Regions from separate parts of the Rattus norvegicus genome. Here region 1 is linked to region 2. A link is a contact called in public Hi-C data. All regions are on one chromosome and are shown on one strand. The core of a region is the stretch at or near the end of the contact, and the rest is flanking DNA. Distances in the headings are between cores, read along the strand shown. Region 1 holds the start of Nab1 (Ngfi-A binding protein 1). Region 2 holds the start of Mfsd6 (major facilitator superfamily domain containing 6).

Evidence for each region. Hi-C and Micro-C count contacts between places; a contact is called where the count stands out from the background.
Region 1: a Hi-C map of liver shows a contact between it and region 2, with 2.2 times the contacts expected there. The contact joins the promoter of Nab1 here to the promoter of Mfsd6 in region 2. A contact is called at or near these places in 3 of 12 Hi-C or Micro-C datasets (hepatocytes, liver and mammary epithelial cells).

Annotation. Positions count from the first base shown.
Region 1 is chr9:56,542,461-56,548,010 of GRCr8, reverse strand. It overlaps Nab1 (Ngfi-A binding protein 1), which reads right to left and starts at 2,369. Exons shown (of 8, transcript NM_022856.5): 1 at 2,192-2,369.
Region 2 is chr9:56,263,649-56,268,969 of GRCr8, reverse strand. It overlaps Mfsd6 (major facilitator superfamily domain containing 6), which reads right to left and starts at 3,818. Exons shown (of 7, transcript NM_001106911.1): 1 at 3,389-3,818.

The DNA.
Region 1 (5,550 bases), core at 1,120-3,619, 280 kb before region 2:
GGGTATCTCCTACTACAATATGAGTTATTGAACGTGTCAGATCAGAAAGGAAAGTTGCACTTACTATAATGACTACTCAAGGATGAGAAAAAGGAGGCGAGAGACGAGTGAGACCCCAGCGAAGGAGCTGGCAACCTTAGAGGATACTCAAATGGCTGCTTTTTGTTCTTTACTATGTTTGATAAGATCCACAGTGAAATATGAGCATGGGAGAGAGTTGCACATTAGCACCATTTGGAACTGTTCATAAGATGGTCACTTTCATGGAAGTAACGCAAATATATGATGGCCCTGTGGTATACAAAACACATCTGCATTATGTCAAAATTAGAGATTTCCTTTTTAAAAAATGCAACAAAGACATGTTTATTACAATGAAATAGCCAGGGCCCAACTCTAAGACAGATTTAAATCACCAAACACAAAACTCTAACACACTTGCTTTTATCCACCCATTTTTTACTCTTAAAATCTAGAGTGTATGAAACAAATTCTTCTTTCAAAGCATCTACGGTACTAATTTCAACAAACCATATGTTCTTAAAGTTGAAATAAAAGAGATAGGAAGTGCTTTAGCTGATTGTTTAAATAATGACAAGGAGACAAGCCTAGGCTTCTACAGGGCATGGTTGTTACTAACCAGTAACAAAAGAAAAACTTTTAGTTTAGGTTAAGATTATGCAAGATTAATCATTTACTTATTTGATGGAGTTTATTATTATAATAGCTCACTAAAAATTTCAGTATCATCTATATCAATCTTAGGAATTTGTCATCCGAAACATATTCACATCTAAGGGCCAGAATGAAGTAAAATATACAGTGCTTCGTGTGTATAAGTTTGTTCCTGCTGCCACTAATACAGGAGACTTGGCCTCAGGAGAGAAAAAGTATGCTCAGAAGTGGAATGGCAGGTTAAGCAAAAGATGGTCAAGTCAAAAAAAAAAAAAAAAGAAAGAAAGAAAGAAAAGAAAAAAGAAACAAATTAGATCCCTGGCGCTCCTTGAAATTATTTTCTTTCAAGATGTAATGTTCCAATATCTACACAGGAAACAGAGACGAGGAAGGCTGACCATGCTGCCCGTCTACAAATTCTCAACAGCATATTTATTAATCTGCTTGAGCTTAATGAAAGAACAGAATGAAATGTCTCAAAAGATGCAAGCTGGAGGAAGAAACCTTCGATGGAAGTCACTTGTGCTGGCACAGAAGCTGGGTGTGAAGCAGCCTTTTCAATCTCAGGAAGAGAGCCTCCACTCTGGTTGGCTATCCTATACATTGGATCCTATACATCCTCTCTCCAATATCTCTTCTTAAAACCGGCAGAGAAATTATAAATGTCATAACGTATTTGTATAAAGAAAGAATTTTCAAAAAGTGAATATTTAAAAAGGGTAATTCGCTGCGTGTACAAAACAGCGAACCATTTCGGATGTGACTAATCTATTTTTAAATTCGGTTCCTCTGCGCCTATGCAATCTAATATTAACTATTAAAACTGCCAAAATATTTTTAAACGAGATCCTAGAATCTCTTTAGAGATTCTGATCTTTGCACTCCGTAAAGTTGGCAGGCACGTCACTGGCAAACCAATCGGTAGTGACAACTTACTCCAAACCTGCTCTTTCGGATCAAATTGTAAATTAGCAGGCACTCCAAAATTCCCCAAGCCTCCCTGAGCCAGGACACGGTTCCTGCTGCTCGCCCGCCGCAAAACTTGGTCAGCACAACCTACAAACGCAAATTCCAGCTCTACCCGGGAGACTCCTTGCAGATCTCCCGGGTTGACTGTACTTCGGTGTCTGTCCCCATAAGGTCACACACCTGCATCCAAAGCTTCTCTGTCCTACACGTGTCTGCACATTCCCCACTCAGCCTCAAGGCTCGGCGACTCCGGCTTCCCCTGCACCTGGGTGCCAAGTTTCTGAAAGCCACTTCCAAGCAAAACTCTCCTTCCGCTTTGAAAGCACAACTACAGTAGGAAGGGGCGGATAACAGGAAGAAAACGGAGACTCAGCGGCACTTTTAGGAAGTCCCCGGTCGCCGCGGAGCTGGCACCCCACGCGGGCCCGCGAGCGCGTCCTCCCCACCCAGCCCGCGTCCCCCGCCTGGCAGGACGCGTTGGTCCGACCGAGCCAGGCGTCCGTGCCCCCCCTCCCCCGCTCCGGCCCGAGGCCCTCCCGGTACCTACGCGGCCCGCGGCTGCGGAGCGATCCGCGACAACGGCTCTGCCGGGCTCCTGCGGCGGCTGCGGCGGCCGGGACGCCCCCGCGCCCATCGAGGGGGGCAGGGACGTGGTGGGCGTGCGCTCTGTCCCCCGCCCGCCCCGACGGCGCTCGCTTGGCCGCGCGGGCGGAGGCTCGGGTGGAGGCGGGCGGCGGCGGCCCGGGGCACCCTCCCTCCGCCTCTACCGCCGCCCCTCCCTCGGCCTCTCCCTCTCCCTCCCCCGCCACCTCCGCCGCCCCCGCCCCGCCCCGCGCGCTGTCACATCGGGAGATTCCGCTCTTGCTCCATTCGCCGCTCCGGCTCCCGCCCACGCGCGGCCGAGTGACGCAGATCCCAGCGTGGGCGGCCGCGGGGCGGGGGTGGGGGCCGGCGGGGCTGAGGCTCGGCGCGGTCCCGAGGGTGGCCCATTCCCACGGCAGCTGAGAGCGCGCGGGTGGGGGCGCGCACGCGGGTCGGAGGAGCAGGCTTCTGTGGAGCGGCTCACAATGCTGCCTGCCAAGCCCCGCAACCCGGCCAGCCCAGGAGAGTGGGGGGCGAGGGGGGAGCGACACAAAACCGCAGGTGCGGCCTGTCCCGCCTCTCCCACTCCGCCCTGTCCCCACCCTCTCCGGGTCCTTGTTTGAGGAGGGAAACCTCTGGCCTGGTAACTTAATGCCATCCTTGTTAAGTCTGGAAACCTTGGGTTACTTTAAGGGCTATTCTCCGTTGTCTTCCTGTAGGCAAATGACACCATCAGTGCTGTCTTGAATGTGTCAAAATAGAATTCTTAAGGCAAGGTGTAGAAATTTTGAGCTTGGTTTGCATAAACTTTTCTAGCCAAAGAAAGTGTTAAAGCACCTCTAAAACTGAAGCTATTGCCAAAATGTTAGAAAAAAAAATTAAATCTGTTTTTGCCTTCCTTGGGGACAGGGGTGTCAAAGCAAAGATTTCAACTTTTAATGGTGTGTTCTTACTGCAATACAGGTAGAATCCTGTTTTAATGTACATATAAAAAAAGAGCTTTATCTAGTAGGCCGTCCCCACTTACTGGCTGGCCTCCCAAAGTGTGCCTACTTGGTTGAAGGGGATACAAGGCATTCTTTGAGAAAAGAAATTCTTCAAACCACATCTTTATGTTGCAACAATGGATGGGATAATAATATTGAAAGAAAAAGACCTTATTAAATAAACCCTTTTTTTTCTTCTTTTTGTAAAAACATGTTCTACAAATGAGTGATGTCAATGGAGTAGATATATACTTAAATACAAAAATATATAAGTATTTACATACTTAAATATATATTTAAACTGAAATATCTTCCCTGTCGGTGACGAGCCTGTCTAGAATAGTTGGTATTTTAAATAAAAATGCTTAGTTCCTCAAATTCTTCAGAAGAAATCACTGCCTAAAGTTTCTCCCACCACTCCAATTGCCAGTGTTTATGCAGCTGCGGCCCCTGGTCAGTGAAGAGAAATTAGATTTGGGTGGTTAAAGTACAGTCAGGGCTACTAAGACAATTTCTTGGCTGGCTAATGAAATCCATAAAATTCTTCTAATTCCTCATTGGGAACTCGGATGGCTTGCAAACATTGTTGGTTCTGAAAAGCCTCTGGGGGAGGTGTTCATGTAGCTTTATGCAACCTCGTGACTCATGAACTTGGTGAGCTCACCTGCGCTACACAGCCCTCTCTGGAACTGAGTCCAGTTGGCATAACCAGCATGCTATGCTCTGATGGGGTGGACCTCTGCCGTGCTGCAGGCTATAAGGACAAGGAAATGTGTCTGGAGCTGGTCCTTTCTACAACTAACCACTTAAGTCTTTCCTTGTTTATTTTCTGGGCACATTAGATAGCGTGTTCTTCCCACATTAAGAATGGCATTCTGGGCCCACTTTGCTTTGCTTAAATGCCCCATGGTTGCTGGGGGAGGTGGTGGGAGGAAAGAAAATGAAAGAAAAAATTGTAAGCTTTTAGGCATCAGGTTCTTTATGGGCACACTGTAGTCATCATGACCGTGGGACAGGCCTGAGGTATTGACCTGTGTGCGAGACAGGTTGGAGGAGAAGCCACTGATTCTGTGGCATGCCTTCCCTCCTGTCCCTAAGCACCATCTCCCTGGTCTCAGTGCAGGGTCTTCTACCTCCCTCATTCCTTAGTGGGAGGAGAGGGGATACATTCTGTAAGGTGACAATTACAGAGTGGGGTTGTTCTCTGAAGGCCCTCTGGGAGAGATTAGACAGTTTCAGAATTCCTTGGAGGCAGTCCCAGGCCGTTCTAAGAGAACATGGCAACACAAATAGTTCTTCTTGAGATCATTTGGATTATCTTTTGTTAAAAAAGAACCCTGCAGTCGCTTTGTTTCTTCTGGTTTGATTTTACCATAAATACCTGTATGCTTAAGTTACTCATTTTCTCCAGTACGTCTTGTTTAGTGTTAATTAAATACCAAAGTTAAGTTCTGAGGACACAAATAACCATGGTTAAACCACAGTTTAAACCATGGTTCTGTTCCCAGAACTTTTCTATAAGACAGCAAAAATAAGGAGAACAAAAGAAAGCCTGAAAGCTAAGGAACAGTGTCTGTTTCTCTTCAGTGCTTTATTTCCTATATTAACAGATTCGTAGACCAGCAACATAACTATCAGTGTGACCCTCCCTTGAATCCATGTCACCAATCCATGTCACCATGAAAGAGAACCAATGTTCTTTAAAATGGGAGGCTCCTGTCTCATCCCACATTCCAGAAAGAGCCTTAAGGATAGCAGAATATAGTTTCTAATCAACCTCTCTGTCTCTCTTTGTCTTTCTCTCTCTCTCTCTCTCTCTCTCTCTCTCTCTGTGTGTGTGTGTGTGTGTGTGTGTGTGTGTGTGTGTGTGTGTATTACATATGCACTTCTCTTCTTTTGCTTTTGCTGTGTGAGATTATTAATTTCCTGTGTTTTCACAAGTGTAGTTATCCTCTTTGGGATGCAGTATTCTGTGTAGTATCTTCTGTAGGTCTAGATCTGTGGAAAGATACTTACAAATTGATTTTGTCATAGGATAATGTGGTGGTTTGAATACGCTTGGTCCTGGGTATATCACTATTAGGAGGTATGGACTTATTGGAGAAGGTGTGGCCTGTTGGAGGAAGTGTGTCACTGTGGGAGTGGGCTTAAGACCCTCACCCTGTCTTTCTAGAAGCCAGTCTTCTCCTAGCAGTTTTCAGATGAAGAGGTAAAAGAATTCTCAATTCCTCTTGCACCATGCCTGCCTGGATGTAGCTGTGCTCCCACTTTGATCATGCAAGCCAGCCCCATGTAAATGTTGTCCTTGTAAGAGTTGTCTTGGTTATGGTGTCTGTGC
Region 2 (5,321 bases), core at 2,569-5,068:
CTAGAAATCTATTAAGATAAACAAATGCTGTATTCACCCACTGAAGGTCAGAGCAGTGAACGCAACTAACTCTGGGAAGCTAAACATGGAGGATTGCAAAAACCCAGAGGCAATGTCCCAAGTGGAAGCACTAAGGTGTGTTTACTGCCCCAAATTCACATTGATCCATTGAAACCTAAAAGTACTGTGCCCTAGGAAATGCTGTGGGAGTTCCACTTAAAGAGAAAAACTTTAACCCAACTGTTCTTAACCAGGGTAGTTCTTTGCAGTTGATCATCCCCAAATCAGGCAGATTTCTACCGACTGAAATATATGAAAACCTTAAATGGAATGTTACATGATACCTAAACTGTCAGAAAACCTTCTCTACAAAGGAACTTTACAAGGACCTCTTCTGCCACATTGCATTATAATAGCATTGCATTCTAATGGACCAAGACAATTCGGATTCTCTTCACATATGAAGTGGTGTGTTGTCTTGTATCTTAAGTCTGAATGTACTTTGCTTTGAGTTTCTAATTCTGAGCAGAAAAATGTATTGACTTTTTAAAATTCTACACATTAATTTTGGTTATGTTTACACAGAAATAGAAAGACTTGTGGAACTGTACTTAGTGTTACTAAATACATGTGTACATCAGACTAAACTTAATGATAATGTGCTGCTCCTGAAATGACACAACATAAACCTGAAGTCATCTATAATGCTATATTTTCCTGAGATGACACAGCAAGTAAGCTAATTCCTATCAACTTACTCTACCGAGAAAAAAAATGTCTCCCTGCTTGCAGTTATAAGCAAGACCAGACAGAAAAAAATGAATTCTGGCATCCCAGCCTAGACTTAGTGGAAAGCCTGTGCACTAAAGTATTCTTGCAGGAAACCCAGCAAGCTGTAGATTATGTCACAGTTATGGCCAGAAAAGGGAACAGTAGGTCATCTGACTCTGCACCTACCCCTGACCCCCTCTTACTTTCCAAATAAAAAACAAAAACAAAACAACAACAACAAAAATAAAACAAAAACCCCACTGTATATTGTGGTTAGACACCCCCAGTTTTCTCTTCAGTAAATATTTTCCTTTCTTCTTTTCCATTTTTAGTTTATATAATAAAAGAACATATACTTTTCCAATTTTTTAACCTAAATCTAACTTTCTAAAGTCAAAAGAAAAATTATCCCTGTATCTCTAGCCCTCCCACTTTCTTAAGGTAACTACAGTCAACAGAGAACAAGGACCTAGATATGTGTCCATCCTGGTGTTTAAGTAAATGTATATAAGTCTGGTCTGCAGCCTTTTCACTTAATGTCCTTTGAGTTTTCTTAAGCCAGCTAGCACACACAGGCATTGCACTTCATTATTTCTCTGCAGTGAGAACTCGAAAGGTTTACAAAAGACCAGAAGTAATCATAAGAACCTATTGGTCTAACACTCAATTCATATTTTACATTTCCTGTAAGTTCAAAATGGTAAAAATATTAAACATTCACTAATTTATATACATCATCAATATATATAGATCATTCTGCATGGTAAATGCTACCATGTGTAATACATACACGTTGACTTTCAAAGGCAAGAAGCAAAGGAAAGCTTCAGTGTAGGTGGAATAGGTCCCCGTCTGGGAGGAATGCCATCTGGAAGTTCCCTGTGCTTTGTCTGGGGCCAGAGGGGCAGGTCAGTTCTAACTCCACCTCTTATTGAATGTGTGGTTGGTCGAAGCTGCATAACTTCTCTGAGCTTCTTTTTCATGGTGCATAAAATTAGACATTAGTACAGAGATTTGGAAACTAACTTCAGAATGGTGCCTTTAAAAACATAAGAATTCCAAAATTGCCATATTACTATATGATAATGCAGAAGTTATATATGATATGCTATGTATACAAACATGTGTAAACATATATGTACATGTATGTATATATGATGAATAGAATTGGTGATTCAATACCCAGACCACCAAACATGTGCTGTTTTGTTTTTTTAGTCTGCCTTCTTGTTTTATATTTACCTTGAGAAAGAGACAGCCTGGGAAACAAGCTACTGTAAAATATTTAATAGTTTTGATTCATTCTTAAAATTAGACCCTTTTTTTCTTTCCAGGTGTGGTTAGCACTCAGCTCACTAACAATGTTCTCAACCTTTTCCTAAGCAATCTTTTTAAGTGTTGTGAATTTTTACTCACACCCAGTGAAAAGGCCCATTCACCCTTATTCATCACCAATTAAATGAAAAAATCTTCCACCTATGCTAATGACAAGCATTGGGTGTCAAGAGTCAGGCTTCTCAATGCGAAGGATTCTATCCTCCTCCTTTTCTTCATAGACCATCAATAATGCATACACCCTTAGCTGGCTAGTGCCTGGGCTCAACGAAGCGATGCTCTCAAGGACCTACCAAATAGCTTATAGCGTGCTGCTGCTATCACACCAACTGTATGCCGCTTACTTTCAACACAATTAATGTCACACAATATCGTGAACTTCCAGAAAGGTTGAAGATTTGACTTACTATCCGCCCATCTCTTTACTATGTGTGAGAAAACTGCAGCCTGGGATGATGTAACAACAAACCAAGGACACAAAACTATTTAGGCACAGACTGGGAGTTGAAACTTCAACTCCACAAGGCTATTTCTACGATGGATTGACAGGTATCATACATCCCAGAGGGTGTAGGAGTGCTTATTAAATGTTTTTTGATGAAAGGAAATGTTTGTGGTTTCGCAGGCATAGGAGAAGCAAAATGCACAGCGAGCCAGGCTTAAGGATGATATTCCACCTGCAAGACCACGTGGGGAGGGGCAAAGAGAGGAGGAGGGGCTACATCTGAATTCTTCAGGTACCTGGTAGTCTCCGTGAAGCAAGGGACCCATCCCTGAGTTGAAGCTCAGTGCTCAGCCCACGCGTGCCGTGAGGCATTTCTCTAAGGAGGTAGCAGCCGGGGAAAGAGGTGTACCACTCCCCGTGTTTGTTTCCGTGGGAGGCTGACAATGTCAGTTTCCTCCTGCTACACAGGGGGTCACATCCCAGGCATGGGCCCTGGGGACACCCTAGCCTCCCCCTTTGTCCCAGGGATGTTTACCTCCAAGGCGACGGTGGGATCGGATTCAGACGGGCGCCCGCGGAGCCCACCCGCGCCCCCACCACCACCTTCTGCAGCAGCTGCGGGCGGCGGCCGAGGGCTCCCGGGCAGCGCCTTTGTTTTCCCCGACTCCAATTACGTTTACGGAAGTGCTGCGGGCACGGGGAACGCCGCTGCCCTGCACCCCGAGATGACAGGCGGCGCCCGGGAGGGCGAGATAGGCGCTGAGGCTCCGGGCCCGGGCGGCGTCCACCCCGCGGCAGGTGCACGGAAGAGGATCCGGGGGCCTCCGGCCCACTCACCTAGCGGCGCTCAGCTGCGGGGAGCGCGAGGAGCCCTGTCCCCGGGGTGCGGAGCGGCTGCTCGGGGCGCCGGGGCGGCGGCGGGCGGGTCAGAACGCTGCATGTCGGTTGGGTCGCTTGCTCCTCTCCTGGGGTTGCGGCGGGCGCGGCGGCTGGATGCAGGTCGGGTGGGGCGAGCGACCGCGGTGACAGTCGCCGCGCGACCTTCGGTTCTCACCTCCTCACCGCTTTAGTCCCAGGCCTGGCTTCGCCGCCTCCCTCGCTCCGGACCGGCTGGACCCGTTTCAGGGCTGAGCTGGAGGACCGGGCGCCAGGTGCAGCGCTCCGCCTCCTGCGGCGGCGGATGCGTCCGCCGCCTCCTCCCGGCCTCCCGCCCTCTGGGGCCGCCCCGGGGGACCCGGGATCCAGCCGGGCTGGAGTGGCAAATCCTGAAGAGTGAAGAGGTGGGCGATGTCCCATCCCAGTTCCACTACACCCCATTGAGCTCTGGCTGAGAATTGCTTTACTCCCTAATCACTGCAGGCCTGAGATAGACTCAGGGTGTCAGAGGGAACTTGAGGCCCAAAGTAAATGGCAACCTGGTCTAGAAGTGGTGACAGCCATCACTTCTACAGCATTTAATAGGTGCCACCCTCGAAGCTAACACTGCCGATGATCTCATGCATGGTGCCTGGTTCTAGGCACAGCCTTGGTAAACTATCCTCGGATGACCTCGCAGACAAAAGCTGGGAGACAGACAGTACTCGCTCTAGGAGCTTCTGGAACCTAGGCAGCATCTGCACATGGAACCTTACTGAAGAGTGACCTGACCACAGGTGCTACACTAGAAATTAAGCTGTATTATTTGTTAAATACTGAAAGCGAGTGGGTTGTATACAGGTTTGGTTTGGCAAGCGTATGTGCGTGCCTGGGATAGGGAGCAAAGAATTCAGATCCTGTTCTCACAAAGCAAAGTAATAACGACAACTAACACTTAGGGACGTTTGCTTCTTGTATGGAAAGCATTGTTCACATACCATCAAATCCTATGGATGTAAGCGATGTTAATCTGTTGTTACAGCAACAAAACAAGACCTAACGTTAGCTAGATTCAAAATCTCTAACAAGTAGAAGAAAATCCAGGTTCTGCATCGCATCATGAGACATTACTAAAGAGAATTTTATAGGCACTGACACTTCAAAATGTGAAGCCCTTCTTTTTATGAAAAAGTATTAAGTACCCAGTTGCTGCATGCTCAGCCCCGGTGTCCAGTTCCTAACAGTCAACTCCTAGCTTCATTATGACAAGCCACTTGAAATGTTGAGACATAGAAGTTAAACAAAGAGGGTGTCTGCTAGCGTTTCAGAGGAAAATTGTAAAGGTGAATTGTACTGAGGAGGTGGATCTGCTCTGCTGTGACCTGGAGACAGCAGGGCCCTCTGCACTATGTGGAAATGAACATCTTCAAGTATTCAGTTGGCTGATCTGTCCAGCCATTAAGGAAATGAAAAAGAAAGAAAGCATTCTCTTGATCTGTCCAACCGTTAAGGAAATGAGAGGGGGAGGGAAGGGAGGGTGAAGGGGGAGAGAGGGGGGAGGGGGAGAAGAAGGCAAGCAAGTGGTTGAAGATCTGACTGTCCCAGGTGTGATAGGGAAAAAGGACCTAGGAGAAAGTTCTAGTGTCTGACCTACAAAAGCAGCTCCATGTTAAGAGTAAAGCCAAGCCATCCTGTAATGAAAGCTGGCATCTGTGTCAAATGGGAAGAGTGTCGTGGGCCACCAAAGGAGAAAGTGCTGGTTTACTGACCTTGTAAGAGCAGGGATTCCCTCCCCAACCCCTGTAACCATAATGTTTTTAACTTATCGGTTTTTACAGGATCTCCTGGGTCCTATTTAAATTTCTTATAATTTTTAAAATAATATAAAAATCTCTTTAAAAAATAAATATGCATG